Regions from separate parts of the Zea mays genome. Here region 1 is linked to region 2. A link is a contact called in public Hi-C data. All regions are on one chromosome and are shown on one strand. Each heading gives the region's core, a stretch centred on a gene start, on an enhancer-like site or on the middle of the called end of the contact. The rest is flanking DNA. Distances are from core to core; before and after follow the strand shown. Region 1 has its middle 64 kb from the start of LOC100281480. Region 2 holds the start of LOC100273565 (zinc finger (C3HC4-type RING finger) family protein / BRCT domain-containing protein).

Region 1 (4,985 bases), core at 602-3,101, 290 kb after region 2:
AGCATTTGGGTAGCGTACCTCAATATCGCAAGGGTCAAAGGCGATAACGGACAAGGGTATGAGAGAAATGAAGGCATGGGAGAGCCAATGGTATGAGTACAACAAAGAATGGAGTTGCGTCCAAGCTTACACGCGGTAAAGAAGAGGATGCAGCTAAGGGTGAGGTAAGTAAAACATCGCTCTCAAATTGAGATAGGAGATTGGTGATTTTAGAGAACGGACAAAGTGTAATTATCAAGGTAAGATCGAGAGATGAGAAAGGTAAAGGTAATACCCAACCAGAGCACAACAAAGGATGGAGTTAAAAACTCGCAAGCGACAAGGAAAATAATACGGCCAAGGGAAAAATAGGTAAAGTACAATGCTCAGATTGATATGAAAAGAGGAGATTTTAAAGGGCCGGTATAAGATAAACATCAAGGTAAGATATAGAGGTGATAAGGGTAAAGGTGATAATGATGAAAAACATAATCCATGGACAGAGTTAAGGCAAGACTCGCAAAGTGACGAAGTGGAGAAAACAATCAAGGATAAGATAAGTGAGGTTCCGACATAAGAGTTGAAGTAAGAATTCATTACCGAATGAAGATCCAAGGAAACAACAAGATTACCACATATGTGCAAAATAAAATGACCGCTCATGGATCATTAAGAAACAATGGTGGTCAAGGACATGTTAACTAAAATGTCTTCAACAGTCATTGGGGTATAAAAGTTAGCATACATAAGAATACATGAGTATGCAAAATTCCAAGGATACGGGCATACCAAGACAAGGGAATAGAAAAAGCCCAAGGATAACGACTTAACAATGGAATAGGAAGGGATCTCAGAAGACAAGAAGTTTGTGGACATATAGATTGAAATGTTTAAGTAGGTAGTAAAAATTCAGATGTAAGTATTTGAAACAAAAGTATTGAAGAGTCTAAGAGTACGAGCATGTCAATAACCAGGGAATAGAGATGGTCAAATGGTAGCAATTTAATAATGGAAGAGGAAAGAATCCCAAAAGACTAAAGGCTATGGCCAGGGGTCATCTACAAAGATGTTGCAAGCATAAGAGTGAGATCAGATCTAATAGAATGAATAGGTAAAACATAGACAATACTAGAATAAAATACATTAAGCAAGGGGATATATAGAAGCATGACATAGAATTAGTCGAGGTGACTAATATTTTGAAGCAGCATTAAGGATGAGGTGGAGTAATAATCAATAAGTTCTTAAAACGGCCAATGCTACTCTAGGATAGCGGTCCTACAGTCAACAAGGCTTTGATACCACTTGTGTCACACCCTATTTTTGAAGGTAAACCGAATGTGAACCATGTACGTGTTAGGATCAAAAATTCACGTACACAGGGATTACATAAATGACTCATCATAGCTCAAGCTCACACAATTTTTCTAATAATTTCTAGTGCTCTAATTTTATTACTAAAATTCCAGATAAACATTTTAAGTCACCTTTTATTCACCTAAAAACATCTATTTGCTAAAAAAATCCAAGAATGTTTCTACCAGAAATCCCTTGATTTTAGAAACCTAATAAAATTGGTCCTACGATTTTATCATTTTTATTCGATTTTTGGCTTAATTTCCAATCTTCCAGATAAAAGAAAAAGCTAAATCATATACAGTACTGGACCCAAACTAGTTTAGGCCTTGTTCGTTTGTGTCGGATTGGTGGGTCGGAACGATTCCAAGCCGGATTGCTTCTATAATTTATATAAACTTTGATTAGCCGGAATAATTCCGGGTGCAATCCGATGTAAACGAACAGGGCCTTACACGGCCCATGTACAGGCAAGCCGGCCTACGGCCATTGGCCCGCGCCCGAGCTGGCTGTTTTGCGCAAAGATCCCCGCCGCTTTGCTGAACCACACCAGAGACCTGGCCACTGTTAACCCGGGTCACTAACAGCAACAAATAAGCCCTTCGGCTTTCCTCCTTTCACATAACCTCAGCCACGACTCCGCCGCGGAGAGCTCCGGTGAGCCCACGCCGGATCGTCCACGGCGGCCCGACATAGTCAACGGCCACGGCATCAACACACTCTATGAACCAAAGCAAACTCATCCACGTGTTCAATTCAACCGCGGAGGCTCTGGACCCGGGTGACCGACGACGGCGGCGGAAGAGCTAGTCCGGCGAGTTCAATCTCGCGGCCACCGTGCGGTACAACTCTGACCAAGGGCATGGAGAGTATCACTGATCTACCACGACCACTGTGCTTACGCGAAAATAACTGGAGACAACACGAGTTACCGGGTTGGCCCAGAGGCTGTTCCCAGCGCAAATCCATGGAGGCGCGGCTATGTTCACTACCACATTCAACAGTAGAGCTCGAACAACGAATCTAGAGAGCTTCACTGACCTCTGAAGATCACGGGACGAGAACTATACGGGCGTGCAATTCTCTGGAACGTTCTGGCCACGGCGAGGTAGGGGTCTCGGTGGGTGTAGTCACCAACTCGAGAGCTGGCGTGCAAGGCTTTGGGGCAGACCCAGCTTGGTGATTGGAAGGGGAACTACCCAAACTTGAACACCAGCACTTCTTCACTCACTCGATGATTACAAGCTAGAGCTCGAGAGCAGGGATTCCCTCACTGGACCGTGCCCTAAAGCAATGAACAAGAATTTGTTCAGCACATGGTGGAGATAACTCTCAAGTTGCCAGCGCTGCATGGCTGATACACATGGCAAACAAGCATCCTCACCACACCAGCTCACAACTCAACACAAATATCTACCCTTGTCCATTTCTGCAGCTAATAAGCACAATAAATAAGTACTTCACTGCCCAAAACTCCCAAGCCAGTCCAAGCCTTGATATTTTTGCAGTATAGAGAGACCCCAGATCTTCAGGGATGTATCCCAACTCGAGCACATGGGTGGAGTACAGCAGAGAGAGGATCTTGTTCAGTTTCTCAAACCAAACTCTGAAGTTGACTGAAACAGCACTACTGCTCCATTCCCCTCCCCTTTGTTCAGTCCCTGTTATCTCATAATTCCCCATGGCAATAGACCCAACCTTATTAACCAAAGTTATTCTCCAACTATAAATCTAAAACCTGATGGAATGGTCGCTAGAGTGCCCCAAACTGGGTAACAAACACTGAAGTTTAAGTTTCAGTTAACTAAATAAAATTCAGTCATGGTCACTCTGACAGGCGATGTTTGGGTGTAATTTACTCCCAGTTCTATGTAACACCAAGTCTCCCTTTCTCCATGAAACTTGTTCCTATATACTTAGTCTCTAACTCTACTAGATGTTTCATAGTCTAAAACATAATAAAATGGTCACAATAGTGATCTAAAAAGGGCACCAATCACTGAAATTCAGTTATCTGTTAACTGAAGAAAAGTTCAGTCAGTGCAAACTGACAGTCCATTTTTGGGCAGCTTTGACTCCACTTTTTGTGTGTGATCAAGCCCAACTCACTTAAAGGAATTTGTTCACTAACATATATTATTAAAACTTGCTACATGAACTTTAGTCCAAAACTACCTAGAACAGGCACTACACAGCTCCAAAACTGCACTAAAAATACTGATTTCATATTGAAACACGATTCCCAATCTGAAAATTCAGAAGTCTGACAGCCCCTCTTTGGTCACCTTTTTCTCCTAGTTCCAAATGCTTCTAAGGCCAAGTGGCTTAATCAAATTGGTGCTCCACATGTTTCTCTACAAGTTTAGTACAATGACCATTAGCTAGAACCCCATGGATTCCAAACCACCAAAGCCCAAAGTTGGCATTAAACACACAAATTCAGACTTTGGTTTTTCACTAAGTCTAAAAAATCCAGAATTAAACACTACACTTTTGGACCACTGTTTCTACCACTTCCAAATAGTTTTAGGGGTATGAACCTTAAACAAACTTATACCCCAACATGGGGTCTTCCACATTGGTACATAAACGATAACCCATAGCTGTATGGATCAGCCACCAACAGGCTCCCAAAGTTGCTTCAGAATATAAAATCTCCAGTTTCAGATATTGCAGTCTGAAATTCAGATTCTGACATTCCCACTTTGGACCAGTTTTACACCTAATTCCATATGGATTTAGGGTTAAGTAGATTAAACAAGGTTACACATCTAGTGTAGCTCTACAGCTTTGCTACTGTGACCATTTTCAAACTGCATATAGATCAAAAGTTATGAAGATCCAAAGACAGCTAGTTGATAATGTTTCTAGCCACCCAACCCCAGGTCCAAAAAGTTAATTTTGTGTTTTTCTCCACTTCTTTCTATACAAATTGGAAATCTCTACACCTGAAAGTTGTTTGGGTTGGAAAACTCTATAACTTTGGTAATTTGACCTTTTGGCAAAATATTGCCAGATCACAAGTTCTTTTTGGAGCTCTAAATGAGATTTTCAAACCAGGTTTTTACACACTTTACTACTCTCGACGTCACACTTAGAGTTTTTTAATCCTAGTGAATGCATTCTAGGTGTATCAAACACAATGATGGCAATGCATAAGATGACATGCCAGATTTTACTTTCTTGTAACACCCGAGGTGTTACAGCCTGCCACTGGAGTGGGCAGGTATATGTCTCATCCACATTTAACACAGAGGCGCGCCGTACTTCAGAGATTAGAGGTCGACATCGGGTTTCCCCGATGGCTCACGCTGCATGTCGTAGAATACGTGGTAGCGCTGTGCCTCGCTTTATGAGGGAAGTAGTGGCTGGGACTGCTCCTCCTTGTGACAGCTCCGGTCTGCCCGCTCGCCTGGTGACCTGCATTAAAAAGGTGTCCCTGCACATGGCCTTACACGAACGGAAGGAAGTAGAAGTAAGCAAGCCATATGTAATCAACGACGTATCTATGGGTCCTTGTTCTGATCGCCTTCAATCCTCTGGATTTTGTTTCTGGACCTTGTCGAGCAAGGTCTCGAGACCTGTCCCTTGGTTAGGATGAGGTTTAGGCCCCTAGGGGTCAGGCCCTAGGCTCCAGAACAGCCGTTATA
Region 2 (5,135 bases), core at 2,447-4,946:
CCGCAGGTACTTTTGGGCGTGCCTCTGGGCCCCTAGCCGACCCCCAACGAACGGGGCACGGACGTCCACTCGGATTACCCGCTTGCAGCTCACCGGAGACACCATGTTCGGTGCCCATCGAGGGTAACATGGCGCTCTCCCCCCCTCCTCCTTGCGGAAAGGCGACGTAGGGGCGTATGTAAAAAAGCCAAGTCTGTCCCTGATCGCCCTCTCGCCCTGTGCGGAGGCTCGGGGGCTGCTCTCGCAAACCCGACTCCGGCTGAACAGTTGACAGCGTCAACATACCAGCCCGAGAACTTGGGCCCCGACCGTGCACCCGGGCTACAGCCAGTTCGCATGAGGGAACAACCAGACCAGCCGAAGCATTACACAAGGCATTAAGACCTCGGGGGAGTGAAACCACTCCTCCGAGGCCTCGGGGGCTACACCCGGCGGGTGCGCTCGCGCGCACCCACCGGAACAAAATGCAACCGAGAAAGGCTGGTCCCCTTGCAAAAAAGTGCGACGAAAGCCTCCAAGCGAGTGCTAACACTCCCTTCGAGGCTCGAGGGCTACTGTCGGGGACCATAATTAGGGGTACCCTCAAGACGCCTAATTCTCAGCTGGTAACCCCCATCAGCATAAAGTTGCAGAGGCCTGATGGGTGCGATTAAGTCAGGGATCAGTCCATATGAGCGACTCGATCACGCCTCGCCCGAGCCTAGCCTCGGGCAAGGGCAGCCGACCCTGAGGGATTTCCGTCTCGCCCGAGGCCCCCCTTTAACGACGGACACATCTCCGGCTCGCCCGAGGCCTTGCCTTCGCTAAGAAGCAACCCTGACTAAATCGCCGCGCCGACCGACCGAGTCGCAGGAGCATTTAACGCAAAGGTAGCCTGACACCTTTATCCTGACGCGCGCCCCCCCGGCAGAGCCGAAGTGACCGTCGTCACTTCGCCGCTCCACTGACCGGTCTGACAGAAGGACAGCGTCGCCTGCGCCACTCCGACTGCAGTGCCACTTGACAGAGTGAGACTGACAGGCAGTCAGGCCCTGCCAAAGGCGCCATAGGAAACTCCGCTCCGCCCGACCCAGGGCTCGGACTCGGGCTAAGCCCCGGAAGACGGCGAACTCTGCTCCGCTCGACCCAGGGCTCGGACTCGGGCTAAGCCCCGGAAGACGGCGAACTCCGCTCCGCCCGACCCAGGGCTCGGACTCGGGCTAAGCCCCGGAAGACGGCGAACTCCGCTCCGCCCGACCCAGGGCTCGGACTCGGGCTCAGCCCCAGAAGACGACGAACTCCGCTCCGCCCGACCCAGGGCTCGGACTCGGGCTCAACCTTAGAAGGCGACGAACTCCGCTTCGCCCGACCCCAGGGCTCGGACTCCGCCCTGGCCTCTGCCGAACGACCTCCGCCTCGCCCGACCCAGGGGCTCGGGCTCGGCCTCGGCCACGGAAGACAGACTCAACCTCGGCTTCGGAGGAGCCCCCACGTCGCCCGACCTCGGGCGCGGGCCCGCCACGTCAACAGGAAGCGCCATCATCACCCTACCCCGAGCCGACTCGGGCCGCAGAGAACAAGACCGGTGTCCCATCTGGCTAGCTCCGCCAGATAGGCAATGATGGCGCCCCGCGTGCCCTGTGACGACAGCGGCTCTTAGCTCTCTTACGGAAGCAGGAGGACGTCAGCAAGGACTCGACCACTCCGACAGCTGTCCCTCCGCCAGGCTCCGCCACTCCTCCGACGGCCACGACATCACACCGACTGGGTGCCAAGATCTCTCCGGCTGCCACATCGGCATGTACTTAGGGCGCTAGCTCTCCCCCGCTAGACACGTAGCACTCTGCTACATCCCCATTGTACACCTGGATCCTCTCCTTATGCCTATAAAAGGAAGGACCAGGGCCTTCTTAGAGAAGGTTGGCCGCGCGGGGGCGAGGACGAGACAGGCGCTCTCCTGGGGCCGCTCGCTTCCCTCACCCGCGTGGACGCTTGTAACCCCCTACTGCAAGCGCACCCGACCTAGGCGCGGGACGAACACGAAGGCCGCGGGATTTCCACCTCTCTCACGCCCGTCTCCGGCCACCTCGCTTCCCCCCTTCGCGCTCGCCCACGCGCTCGACCCATCTGGGCTGGGGCACGCGGCACACTCACTCGTCGGCTTAGGGACCCCCCGGTCTCGAAACGCCGACAGTTATCTACTATAAAAAGCTAAAAGTCGTTTGGTTCAAATTGTTGTGAGTTGTCTATTGTGAAAAATTGTTTATGTACACTTTTTATTTTATTTATTCTAATATTTAATTATTTTAATATCATTTAATTTTATATTTGTCGTTTCTCTTCATTAATATATTAAATCAATAAATTAATTTTACAAATTCATTTTTGATGATTTTTAGTAAAAAATGTAATTTTATTTCGTTTATTTTAATACTTAATTATGTTTTACTTTTTATTAATATATTAGACTTGGATAAGGGCTCATATAAGGGCTTATAACCTTTAGCAATTAGAGATCTAAACAGAAGTGCTAAAAGATGTTAAAAGTGAAATACCAAACTTTGGCATTATTAGCAGTTTAGCTTTTCAAGATGTGCTAAGGTGGTCCAAGATGAGGAAAAGACATCTCCTCTTCTCACCCTATACTATCTCTTCCCACCCAACATTAGGCTGTCTTCGGTGGATCGTTTAAAATAGAGGACACAATATTATAGACGATACTGTTTGTAGAGTGAAGTTTGAAATAGAGTATGAAATAGGGGAGCTGCTGGAGACAACCTTATATAGGTATGAATGTCTTTTCTATATCTATATGCTAAACTTTCATTTGCATCCAAACACTACTCATGTGTTAAACTTTAGCTCTTCATTTGAGAGTTTTAAAGTTTAGCGCATGGGAACCAAACATGCTAAAAACTGATTAGTTAAAGTACTAATATAAAAATTTAACTCAACATATGCTTTAAAAGCATATTAAAAGACTTGAATCAACTGTAGCATCTTTAACAACGCGACCTATAAAAATACCCTATAATTTGAAAATACGTATAATTTATAGAATTTAGGGTACTAGTAAAGCCTCAAATTTAGATTACAGAGAAGTCCACTATAGTGTAATATATTTGATGTAAATGAGAGGATGCCCTATAATTTTTTGACCAAAATTTGAAAAATAAGGCATTGTTGAAGTAGTTTTTTCTACGTAGAGTTCTATATTTTTAATTTAAGGCATCAATTTGAGACATTGTTGCTTGTTGGAGATGTTTTTAGCGCCGTTATGGTTAGGTCGTGGTTCGAGTGTCCAACTTGCTTGTATTGTAGATCAAATAGCTGATCACTTTACCAATACTCATACACATATTCAAACTACACTTTATAAACAATGCAATCTACAATGTAAAATAATACAAAATGGTGTTTTTAGTGACCATATATGTGTAATATACAGTAGTTCATTCTATATAGTTAAAAAACACTTTTGTATCGTTTTATACTGTAGATTATATTATTTGTAGAGTATAGTTTGATTATGTATATGGGCTGTTTATGTATATGGGCTGATGGAGACGGTCTTAGCAGTCCATCGTATATCCACCCGCGCCACCTGAAAATTTTTAAACAAAATGGAGGGAAACATAAAGGGGGTTTCGTTTTCAGAAGTGTCGGGAAACTTCTTTCCCCACTCCTGTAGCGCCGCCGCCGCGTGCCCGTGAACCTCCCGCCTTCGTTCTCCCCTCCCGCTTGCCCCGGTAGTGATTTTCTTCCTTGGTTCACGGCGGATCCCATGCCGATCGACGGGATGGTGTCCGTGGTCGCGACCGTGAGTGGGTACCACGGCGACGAGCGGCACAGGCTCGTGAACCTCATCGCGGAGACCGGCGCCAGCTACGTAGGATCCATGAGCCGGTCCATCACCCACCTGGTAATCCACTACGCACCTCCAGCTGGCTGCGCATCGAATTTTAGTTGTGTGATTCGATTCTATGCGATGTGAATTGGATCTGGCGCGCACTACTGGCGGGCAGGTGTGCTGGAGGCTCGAGGGGAAAAAGTACGACATCGCGAGGAGGCTGGGGACGCTCGTCGTGAGCCATTGGTGGTTTACGGAGTGCCTTAGGGAGGGGAGGCGCCTCCCAGTGGACTCTTACTTGATGGTAAGGTAGGGACGATTTTTCTTCTAGTGTTCTGAAATTGTGACTTGGGGGTGTTTGGTTTTTAGGGACTAATTTTTAGTCCCTCCATTTTATTCCATTTTAGTTTCCGTATTTGGTAATTTAGGGACTAAAATGAAATAAAATGGAGGGACTAAAAATTAGTCCCTAGAAACCAAACACCTCCTTGATTAGACAAGTACACTGTTGTTTCCCTTGGCGAATCCATGGACAAAATGTGAAACTGGAAATAGTAATTATGTTTCCACAGAGTGCTGCCTTGATAGAACGAAATTGCTGTGGACAGTTATAATCCATCTCACATTTTGTTCTTAGATTTGTGTCAACATGTTGACAGTATTTCTCAGACAAGACCTTATCTTTCCTTTTGATTAATAGTTGCTAAGAAGCAGGGCCAGTCCCTGTACACTACAAGTCACATATGCTATCTTATTCTGTAAAAGTGTTGGCTACATTCTCAGAAACTTACATTTCTGCTTGGTACACAGTGGTGAAGAAGCAGGGCCAGTCCCAGAGTTGCCTACTCGTTCCCGTACACAAGGCAAAAAAAGTGCCATCATGGAGGACCGAGTTTTCCAAGAGTTACCTGATGATTTCTGGGACACTCCTCTAGCCAGAACCAGCTATAAAGTTAAGTTTGATGATTCTGATTCTGATTTTGAGTCTGCCCTACTAAAAGAAGTAAGAATCATTACCTTCATTTCATTTTGTCCCTGCATGCAGACTCATGATGTTGTATTGTCTAATCAAATGTGCAATTCATCATGTTTCTTATATCTCCATTGTACTTCTTCAATGCTATGTCTAGCATATGTATAATATTGCCCAATCATGGTTCAGCTAGACTTGTACTGCTTCATCTCTGGGATTTGCTTTCAGATTTTGAGCTGTAGCCTGGCATAGATGATAAACACCTTTTCAGTTTAGCCTCAAATGGCAAATACTTGGCCAAATCTACTTACAAAGGCTTTTTCCTTGGCTCAA

Evidence for each region. Hi-C and Micro-C count contacts between places; a contact is called where the count stands out from the background.
Region 1: a Hi-C map of ear shows a contact between it and region 2, with 1.6 times the contacts expected there. The contact joins the enhancer-like site here to the promoter of LOC100273565 in region 2. A contact is called at or near these places in 2 of 25 Hi-C or Micro-C datasets (ear and tassel).

What each region holds. Positions count from the first base shown.
Region 1 is chr1:223,384,995-223,389,979 of Zm-B73-REFERENCE-NAM-5.0, forward strand. No RefSeq gene overlaps it. Among protein-coding and RNA genes, the nearest start is that of LOC100281480, 64 kb to the left of the region's middle. Within about 2 kb of position 1,852, at least 19 of the 20 cell types and tissues checked have an H3K27ac peak or open chromatin away from gene starts, as enhancers often do. A contact at or near this core is called in ear and tassel, where this site is marked.
Region 2 is chr1:223,093,084-223,098,218 of Zm-B73-REFERENCE-NAM-5.0, forward strand. It overlaps LOC100273565 (zinc finger (C3HC4-type RING finger) family protein / BRCT domain-containing protein), which reads left to right and starts at 3,697. Exons shown (of 7, transcript NM_001360279.1): 1 at 3,697-3,901; 2 at 4,005-4,138; 3 at 4,640-4,781. The coding sequence starts at 3,764.